Linked DNA regions of Mus musculus: region 2 is linked to region 1. Evidence: chromatin contacts called from public Hi-C data. All regions are on one chromosome and are shown on one strand. The core of a region is the stretch at or near the end of the contact, and the rest is flanking DNA. Distances in the headings are between cores, read along the strand shown. Region 1 holds the start of Dsel (dermatan sulfate epimerase-like). Region 2 has its middle 61 kb from the start of Gm32810.

The links. Hi-C and Micro-C count contacts between places; a contact is called where the count stands out from the background.
Region 2: a contact with region 1 is called in a Hi-C map of Sertoli cells, with 3 times the contacts expected there. The contact joins the enhancer-like site here to the promoter of Dsel in region 1. A contact is called at or near these places in 15 of 39 promoter capture datasets (the 3T3-L1 cell line, the HPC-7 cell line, HPC-7-derived erythroid cells and 10 more), 2 of 484 Hi-C or Micro-C datasets (Sertoli cells and embryonic limb bud) and 7 of 115 datasets of contacts at active chromatin or transcription factors (embryonic hindbrain, embryonic limb bud, embryonic stem cells and 4 more).

The regions. Positions count from the first base shown.
Region 1 is chr1:111,861,864-111,866,973 of GRCm38.p6, reverse strand. It overlaps Dsel (dermatan sulfate epimerase-like), which reads left to right and starts at 2,056. Exons shown (of 2, transcript NM_001081316.1): 1 at 2,056-2,879; 2 at 3,334-5,110. The coding sequence starts at 4,171.
Region 2 is chr1:112,353,464-112,358,573 of GRCm38.p6, reverse strand. No RefSeq gene overlaps it. Among named protein-coding and RNA genes, the nearest start is that of Gm32810, 61 kb to the left of the region's middle. Within about 2 kb of position 2,608, at least 5 of the 459 cell types and tissues checked have an H3K27ac peak or open chromatin away from gene starts, as enhancers often do. A contact at or near this core is called in Sertoli cells, where this site is marked.

The sequences.
Region 1 (5,110 bases), core at 807-3,306:
TTATGCCAGTGATTTGGATCATTCATCTGTTTTATTTCAAAACACTCATATGTAAGAACATTGAGAAGATTCCTGTTCAAAATGAGTTATCCAGATACCTCATCCTACCATGAGGAGGACTTATTTGCATCCCCACAGCTTATTTTCAGGTATGTATATTGGTGAGAAATAAAAAGACCTCAGTCCCTCTCCTGAGGATTCTGTTAACAGTCAAGTAAAAATGGTCATACTAATAACAATAAATTAGAAAGTACAATAATTGGATGAAATTTATAAAACTTTTCTGACACCTGTTCTTCTTGCGCTAATTATTCCTGACACTGGTGTTCCTCACATTACTGGGCACCATGCAAACACAAGATGAATTTATCTTCTCCACATATTTTCTTTTAAGAAACAGTCTATGTTTCTACCACCTGTTTTATGAACACTGATTTCTTGGGTCTTCTCTGTATAAAATGGAGCCTAATCTCAGTGAGGTCAGGATTCCTTACTCACCCAGAAGAGAAATGGTGTCCTGAGTGTTCTCCAATCTGGGGCCAGGGAGAAAAACACTTCAGATGTTTATGAGAAGTTTGCAAAGAAAACATTTTCTTTCCAATGACTTTTAAGTAAAGGTGATTAAGTTCCCTAAAGCCAAACTGTCAAAAGATCAACTAGTTTCAAACCCAGCCACAGCTCATGCAAAGGTACTTACTATCCACAGGCAGATAGATTTCATGTTGAGTTAAGTAGTGAACCAGGTGAGACAGTAATCCATAGAAAACCTTAGAGACTCATGCAGAGAAAAACATCCTTTTGTTGAAACTGTTTTGGGAAAGTGATGAGGAATTTAATGATACGAATGGAGACTAAGATAAGAAAATTCCATTCAGAGAAAACTGCAGTTGCTACTTGGGAAGGGTTTTGGCGGTAGGATGACTGGACAGACACTGGGAGGAAGGTATAGAATATTTCAATTATTGAGGGGCCAAAGGAAAACTTACTTTAGCTATTAGACCGGGACACAGTTCCAACCAGGGCAAATATAAGAGTAGTTTGTCTATAATTACATGCTCTCAAGTTAACTTTATCAGTTATCTTTTCTTATTATTCTTGTCATTCAAACAACTGCTTTTCCCACCTAAGAATACAGCTGTGCATTTTAGCAAATAATAGGGGTTAGAAGAAAACTGAAGTTTAACTAATCCACATCTAGGGATGAAGTTTAAACCAGTGAACCATGACAGCTCCTTGTATTACTACCTCCAAGTTATTGAGCAGACTATAGGTTGGCCTATGTCCAAGTGTAACCTAAGACTGTGGAAAGTGCTCTGAGTGAGTACAATGTGAACAAAATCTCAGTCTATTCTGCGACTGAATTTCCAAGCTTCAAATTTCACATGCCTATGTGGTGCAGGTTTGAAAGTAAACACAGTAAACAGTTTTCTACTGATTGCTTGTCCCATATTTGCTTCAATCTAGCAGAAACTTTCAATCCGTAGAGATGACTAGTACATTTGGCTATTGAAGTTGTTCCTACTATATTAATCTGGATATTTTGGGTTTGTTTGTCTATGATAGCAATGTCAGCAAGTGTGCCTCAGAATTTCAAAGAAGTGCTTATAGAGTCCTTTTTCAGCTCTTAAGGGTAACTGAATATTCTCCTGCCACAGTCATTACTCATCCCATCCCCCAAGAGTTTCTCTCATCATTTGTAATCACAACTCCTTGTCACGTTTAGATGTTTAACATATGTTTTCTCTCAATATCCAAAAAGTTAGAACACCAGCCTAGACAGATGCAAAGACAAAGGGACTTCCAAACTTCCCTGAAATCCAACTGGGTTGTCTTAGTAGCAGTTGCCAAGCTGACTGAAACACTGCTGCATAGAGTTAAAGCCTGGCCCCGCCCACTGGCAGTGCGCGGGCGGCTCAGGCCTTTCCCTGGCCTCAGCCTTTCTGCGGGGCGCCCCGCCCAGGCCCGCCGGCCGCTAGGCGGGCGTTTTGCTCCTAAGACCCCGCCTCTGGACACGCCTCCCTGGATCAGACCCCGCCCCGCCCTCCAGTACGTGTCGCCTTTTTTCCGCCCTCCGTGGGCTAGGCGGCTCCAGCTAGCTCGGCGGAGCGCCGGTCTAGGCAGCATCAGGCCTTAGGTCACCGTCGCTGCGCTGAAGACAGCGCCTGGAGATCACCCGCCGCCCGCGGGTGGCCTCCCGCCAAGAGAGCCGCGCCGGCCAGCGCCTGGCGTTCCTCCAGGGCGGGTGTGTCTGAGTCTCCATCCCCGAGATCCGGCCCTGAGGAGACTCCGCACCCAGAGGAGCAGCGGAGACTGTGGCGCTGAGGAAAGCACGCGCTCTAGGGAAGCCCCCCACCCCGCCACCCCCCAAGAGTCGGGGCGCTGAGGAGACGACGCCCGAGCTGAGGAGACCCAGCCCGGCCGCTGCCTGTGCAGTCCCTGGCAGCACACGGGCGGAGGCGTGCGGAGCTCTTGGCTTCCGTAGGCCCGCCTCCAAAAAATCCTCAATTGCTTGAACTGGCAGCCTTCGCCTGTGTTGGGGCCCAGCTCCGCTTGAAGATCCTGTTGCAGGCGGCCTGAGGTAAGCCGACTTGGCCATTTAGAGGTCTCTCTAGTCCCCACGTTGCAGCCACAGGTCAGACAGTGGGGACTGGAGCAGAAGGACGATGCGTTCTGAAGAAAGGAATTAAAATATGCAACAGGCGGGTCAAGTCAGGAACTACTAGAAGTGTTTGTTTCCTACAGAGGAGGAGACTTGTCTAAGATCGAAACTTGGTGAGTTTCTTCCAAATCCAAGATGGGCAAAGGATAGGCCTGCTCCTTAAACCTGGGTGTGAACGCCCTCTGGCGGCTCGTGGGGAGGATGTTGACGACAGCCACAGGTGAGCATCTGAGTCAACAGTGCCTTTTTTCTGCCTTCCAACTGCCATTTGTGATTTGTCCAAAAAAAAAGTGACTTGTCTTGTGAAGCTACTTTTTCATTCCTTAAAAGCTAAACTTTGGGCCATAATTTAAAAGGGTCATTTTGACTTTTACCTTTATAACCAAAGTAGCAAGAATATTGTATTCATCTTTATGGTGATTACTTGTGGATAGAAACATGTTTAAATAGCTAAAACAAAACACTGAAATATAACTTGTGTTGTTTCTTCTCTGCCAATATTAACTAGAATCTAAATATGTTTGCAAATATAAGGAAAAAACATTAGAAAAAAGTTAGACTGGAAATATGTTACTTTGATTCTCACATTTCTGTCAAATGACAAAACTACATAAATCATCCCTTTATCTCCACTTTCAGTCTTAGAAATTTGCTTTGTTTTGTTTTTCTCCCAGAGAGGAGTGACACGAAAATGAACAAAAAACAGACTTCAGTGTTGTGAAAGTGGAATTTTCTTACCCACTTGGTGGATGTGGGCATGATTGGAAGAAGAGCATCTAGACATTGAAGAAATTACATTCTTTTACAGGTACAGATAAACTTGATAAAAGGATATTTGGAAACGCTTTAAAAAGACGTTTGAAATGAAGGCAGAAATTTCAGTGTCCCTTATCAACCATGTAGGACTTTGAACATTTGTTCAGAATATTTTCCTCCCCAAAATGGAAGAAAAAACAATTGAGAAATCATTATGCTTCAGACTCTGAGAAAAAAATAATGAAGTCTGCACACTCTGAGAATGACAGTACTTTATCATCTTCTTTTGGGGAACATACAGAAACATACCATTTATGTGTGGTAAGTTAATCACTACAGATGGTTTCTTGTGCTACGTGGTCAAATGGCTTCATTTGAATTTTGGAATTTTAAAAAATTTTTTCTTTTTCACATGTTAATTAGATTTACACACAGGGAGTAAATGTTGGATTTGTTGTATTTTCTGACTAGACCACTGTTTTCTGTGCATTGGAGACATTGGAGGCATTAATATTCCTTGAAATTTTATTTTATTGGAAGCAAACCTGTGCCAGGGACACAGACATGCTATATAATTTCCTAACTTTTCTTGCTTTGAATAAGCTGAATGTCACCTGGATTTCACAGCCTATGAGGTATAGTCTGTTTTTTGTTTTTGTTTTTTTGCTACATCTTTAATATATAATTTACAATAACCAGATAGGAAACACTGTGCTTAACACATATGCCTAAGGAAAAGATCTTCCCCATGGATCATGGCGTTTATGTTTACAGAACATTTACTATTTTTAACATTGATGATGTGTAGTTTTTCTACTTGTGAAGAATCTGTGAGCAATTATTCTGAATGGGCAGTTTTCACAGACGATATACAATGGCTTAAGTCACAGAAAATACAAGATTTCAAACTCAACCGAAGACTTCATCCAAATTTATATTTTGATGCTGGAGATATACAAACATTGAAACAAAAGTCTCGTACAAGCCATTTGCATATTTTTAGAGCTATCAAAAGTGCAGTGACAATTATGCTGTCCAATCCATCATACTACCTACCTCCACCCAAGCATGCTGAGTTTGCTGCCAAGTGGAATGAAATTTATGGTAATAATCTTCCTCCTTTAGCATTGTATTGTTTATTATGCCCAGAAGACAAGGTTGCCTTTGAATTTGTTATGGAATACATGGATCGGATGGTTAGCTACAAAGACTGGCTAGTTGAGAATGCACCAGGGGATGAGGTTCCAGTTGGCCATTCTTTAACAGGTTTTGCCACTGCCTTTGACTTTTTATATAATCTATTAGGTAATCAGCGTAAACAAAAATACCTAGAAAAAATTTGGATTGTTACTGAGGAAATGTATGAATATTCCAAGATTCGATCATGGGGCAAACAACTTCTTCATAACCATCAAGCTACAAATATGATAGCTTTACTCATAGGGGCCTTGGTTACTGGAGTAGATAAAGGATCTAAAGCAAACATATGGAAACAAGTTGTTGTTGATGTGATGGAAAAGACTATGTTTCTCTTGAAGCATATTGTAGATGGCTCATTGGATGAAGGTGTGGCCTATGGAAGCTATACCTCAAAATCAGTTACACAGTATGTTTTTTTGGCACAACGCCATTTTAACATCAACAACTTTGATAATAACTGGCTAAAAATGCATTTTTGGTTTTATTATGCTACAC
Region 2 (5,110 bases), core at 1,359-3,858, 490 kb before region 1:
GAAAGGTAGTTTGATTCTTGATTTGTGCTTATTTATTATTTTCTTCATACATCCATATCCATTTATTAAAGTTTAAAACAATTCTTAGTAGACACCAAATATCTCAGGGGCATCATCTATATATTTTATCCAGCTCCAGGTTTATTTATTTGTATAAATAATCTTTGCTCTTTTAATTTGATTAATTTGTGGAGATTCTGTAATACTGTAACATGATTGCTTCTGGGCACTGTCTGGTGAAAGCAAAGAAATTTGTTCTTATATAGTACAGACTAATCAAGCAAATGTTGATAATATTCCTAAATATTAGTATCCAAGTTTTTAAGATAATTACAAGCTCATACATTTGTCTCTAATAAGACATTTGTTACACTAGCATTTCTTTATCTGTTACCTTCATGACAATACAAAGAAATATGTTAACATATGTAGTTTTACTCATTCTAGTATGCATTCTTATGGGATTTTGGATTTTACCTGTATCTTTTTGTAAAAATAAATAAATAAATAAATAAATAAAATAAAGTATTGTAAACTAAAGCACTGTGTTTGTACATACATCAGTTTGTGTAGTCCTCTATGCCCAAAAATTTCATGTCCCAAAATTGTTCAATATACTTATTCTATCTTTTATCATGAATGGATTTTTACCCAGCTACAAACTTTGTTTTCATTAATTTTAATATTTAGTTTGAAGCTTCAACTCAAAAAGAGGAAGTCTCAAAACTTGATTCAGAAATTCAGTGGTAGAGACCAAACGTAATCAAAACCAAATTTTTGTTGGAGGGTGTCTTAGAGGGACAAAAGAGAAGAAGGAATGATGTAATTATACTATAATATTAAAAAGAAGATGAATGATTGAAAGAAAAAGAAATGTACCTGTACTGAGTACTTCACTTTCCCTGATAAATTGGTGTTTTAAAGGGGTTGGCTGTGAACTTCTTCCACCTCCATAGCTCACATCAAAAATAGGTCAGACAGGGATTTGCATGCACCTTCACTTGTTTTTCACACAGCATTGATACACTGAAACATATTTAAAACAAGGCATGTGAGGTGCCAGAGTATCTTTCAGGATAGATTTCTTGAACATCTAACAATATTAAATAATTTTACAAGAAAAAAGTTAAAGTTGTTTTTATCTAGTCATTGCTTCCTTAGATGTTTAATATAACCTACCTATCATTGTGAGCCATGGCATAGATATAATCTAAAAGATTTTCTATCCTGTGAACTAACATTAATTAACATTAATCAAAAGTCTACAGTATTTTTTATCATTAGGTATGGTTGTATTTCAAGGTGAATAAAGAAATGAAACAAAGGGGGGTACATTGAAAAATCATGTTGCTTAATGTTATGTTTAGTCATCTTGATATTGGTATAAAAGCTATTCATAAATCATATTTAAAGAGATAACATATATGAGTTTAGGTTCCTGCTGAATAGAATTTCTGTAACATAATATAGCATGATGTCATAACTACACAAGCAGGGGTTTTGGTTTTGTCTTTGTTTGTTTCTGTTTTTGTTTTTTGTTTTGCTTTGTTTTGTTTTGTTGCTGTTGTTGATTTTACTGTGAGCAAACCTACGACTGAGGGATTTATGGTCCCAATTTCCTGGGACATATGAAATGTTCCAAGACATTATTAATAAAACAAAACATGAGTGTAGCACTTAGATTTCAATACTTGACCACTTTCCATGAAGTTTAAAGCACACTAGTTTAATTTAAATCAGAATGAATTTGGAAACAGAGGGGTGAACACTGAGAAGTTCTTACATGTATATGATCAAGAGATGAAAGCAGTGCAGCTTGATTCACTTAAAAAACAAGATGAAAATGCCATTAATAAATGAGTCTCATAAGTCTTTGGCATTTGAAAGAAGAATTATTATTTTTGGCCATCACCCAATTAAAACTGCTATATTTTTCTTAAAAAGTGGACCAAACGAACATTAAAATTGAGTTTATTCAGAAAATTGCAGAGAAACATCTACCTTGAATTTTTTTTCTTCTTTTCTTTTTTTTAAATGGGGTTTTACTATGTGTCCTTGACTGGCTTGAAAATTCCTACATAGACCAGCTGGCCTAGAACTTGGAAATTCCTTTGCCTTTACATAAGATTGCTGAGGTTAAAGGCTGCTGAACCACACCTGGGAGTAAATTTCTTGTTTTATTTAGTGAAAGAAATAAAGAATTCAGTTATTTTAATCAGAGGTTTATTTGGCAAAGCAAAAGGAAGTTTGTCCTTCAGAGAGAGACTGGGCTGGGCTTCCCCAAAGGAAAATTATTAGTACATTTAGTTTTTGCATTGTGAATGTTTATTAATATTTAACCTAGGTTAAAAGATCAGTACAAGGGCTGAGCAGGCAAATGGAAAAACTACTTTCCAAAAAGTCTAATGATTTTAGTTCTTTTTATTTATTTATTTTTATCATTAACTATGACAGCAAGAAATATGATTTCATTTTATACAACTTACACTTTTACACAAGTAAGGACAGAGGTATTCCAGAATAACAAAAGTCTAGGGCAGATAGCCAGTTGGCCAGTTTTGTTTGCCAAGAAGACAGCCAGTCTTTCTGAAGGTCATGGCAAGTAGAGATAGTGAATTCTAGGTTAAATGAGTCATATTTCTGACAATAGCATACAATCTAGCAGCTTGTACCAGCATCATTGTCTCCAGAATAGCATTTTTCTACTCCGTAAGTCTTTGTGGCAGCACAAGTTATTTACTTAGACCTCTGTCTCATATTCTATGTGCTTCAGGCTTTTTACTCTCTTCTTTCTACACTTTCCTCTCATAGTAGGAGTTTCATGGAAGACAACCTTAAGATCTAGCCCAACTTGACTTTTTTTTTAATTAGATATTTTCTTTATTTCCATTTCTAATGTTATCCCTTTTCCTCATTTCCCCTCAGAAAACTCCCTATGCCATCCTGCCTCCCCCTGCTCAGCAACCTACCCATTCCTGCTTCCTTGTCCTGGCATCCTCCTACATGGGGTATTGAGCGTTCGAGCCTTCACAGGACCTAAGGTCTCTCCTCTCTTTGATGCCCAAATAAGCCAACATCTGCTACATATGTGGCTGGAGCCATGGGTCCCTCCATGTGTACTCTTTGGTTGGTTCATATTGTTGTTCCTCCTATGGGGCTGCAAACCCCCTTCACATCCTTGGGTCCTTTCTCTAGCTCCTCCATTGGGAACCCTGTCCACTGGTTGGTTGTGAGCATCCACTTCTGTTTTTGTCAGGCACTGGCAGAGCCTCTCAGGATACAGCTATATCAGGCTCCTGTCAGCAAGTACTTATTGGCATCCACAATGAGTTCCTCAGAAAATTGGACATAGTACTATCTGAGGGCCCAGCTGTACTACTCCTGGGCATATACACAGGAAATGCTCTAACATGTAATAAGGACACATGCTTCACTATGTCCATTGCAGCCTTATTTATAATAACCAGAAGCTGGAAAGAACCCATATGTCCCTCAACAGAAAAATGGATACAGAAAATGTGCTACATTTATACAATGGAATACTACTCAGCTGTTAAAAACAATACATTCATGAAATTCTTAGGCAAATGGTTGGAACTAGAAAATATCATCCTGAGTGAGGTAACCTACTTACAATAGAACACACATGGTATGTACTCACTAATAAGAGGAGATTAGCCCAGAACCTCGGAATACCCAAGATACAATTCAAAAACCATATGGAGCCAACCAGCAGTATTTCCAATTTAGAAAATTTAAATATGCTATAGTTCTTTTTAATGATAAATGACCATTACATGGGAATTTACATGCTAGTTTCTTAGATTCAGTTGAGATTTTAAATATGGGAACTTGCAAATGCAAGTTGAACTTTCTATCCTTCTTCTTCTGTTCACTTTTCTAGATTCATTTTTGAATTTCAGTTAGGATATTTATAATTTAATCCCTTTACAATCTCTTAAATTATGTCTCAAGGATTACTATGGTATGGCAACTGTATGAACTAAAATTTCCTTATAACTCAAGTTTAAAAATTGCTGGGGAAGGCTTCAATGACAAAATTCTGAAGTCTAGCTGATCCAGGAACTAAGGCTGTAGGAATGTGGTGGCTTCAGCTTTGCCTACTTGACTAGACATTGCCTGAGAGTGATTATTGTATGTATGTATGTATATATGTATGTATGTATGTATGTATGTATATATGTATGTATGTATGTATGTATGTATGTATGTGGCGAAGAAGCATTTAACAGCCACACCTGGAAACTATAATTAATGTGCTGTGCACAAAATACCACATTCCAGGCTAGACTTGTCTGTACAAAGAGACCTACCTCATCTCTACATGAAATTAAACAAATAATTTAAATAACCTGGAATTATGACTCAATGCCCCAGTATAGGAGGATGCCAGGACAAGGAAGCAGGAGTGTGTAGGTTGGTGAGCAGGGGGAGGGGAGATGGCAAAGGGAGTTTTCTGAAGGAATTATGACTGAATTGTAGAACATTTGTGTAGTGGGAACAAGTCCCCTACAGGACAATTTCAATGAAAACATTTAAAATCCTATTTTACTTGATTTCCTCTAACCTGGATTTGCTGGAAACACCCTATATAAATTAGATTGACCTAGACGTCTCCCAACTCATCCTCCAAAGAGCTACAATAATATACTCCCACTGGCATGTGTGGAATTTATGCAGCATTCTAACAGCATTGTGCTCTGGACAAGAATGGTGGAAGGAAAAAAATAAAAAATAACCTTACACTCCTAATCACAAGCCGGAGCATGGTAAGTAGGCACAAGCCTGGGCTATAGAATGAGTTCCATTCAAGATTGGAAGGTGTAGTGGCTATTCCTGGTTGTCAACTTGACTATATCTGGAATGAACTACAGTCCAGAATTGGAAAACCCACCTGTGATCCTAATCTGGAGACTGAGAGATACATGTTTCTGACCTGGATCTTGGCATGGAGATCTTGAGGCATAGTGGCAATGAATTCCAGAAGATTAAGACAGGGAGATCTTTGAGTTCAGGGTCATCTAGGATTAAAGGAGTGGTGCCACACACCTTAAATCTGGGCTACTCCTTCTGCTGCAGACCTACATAA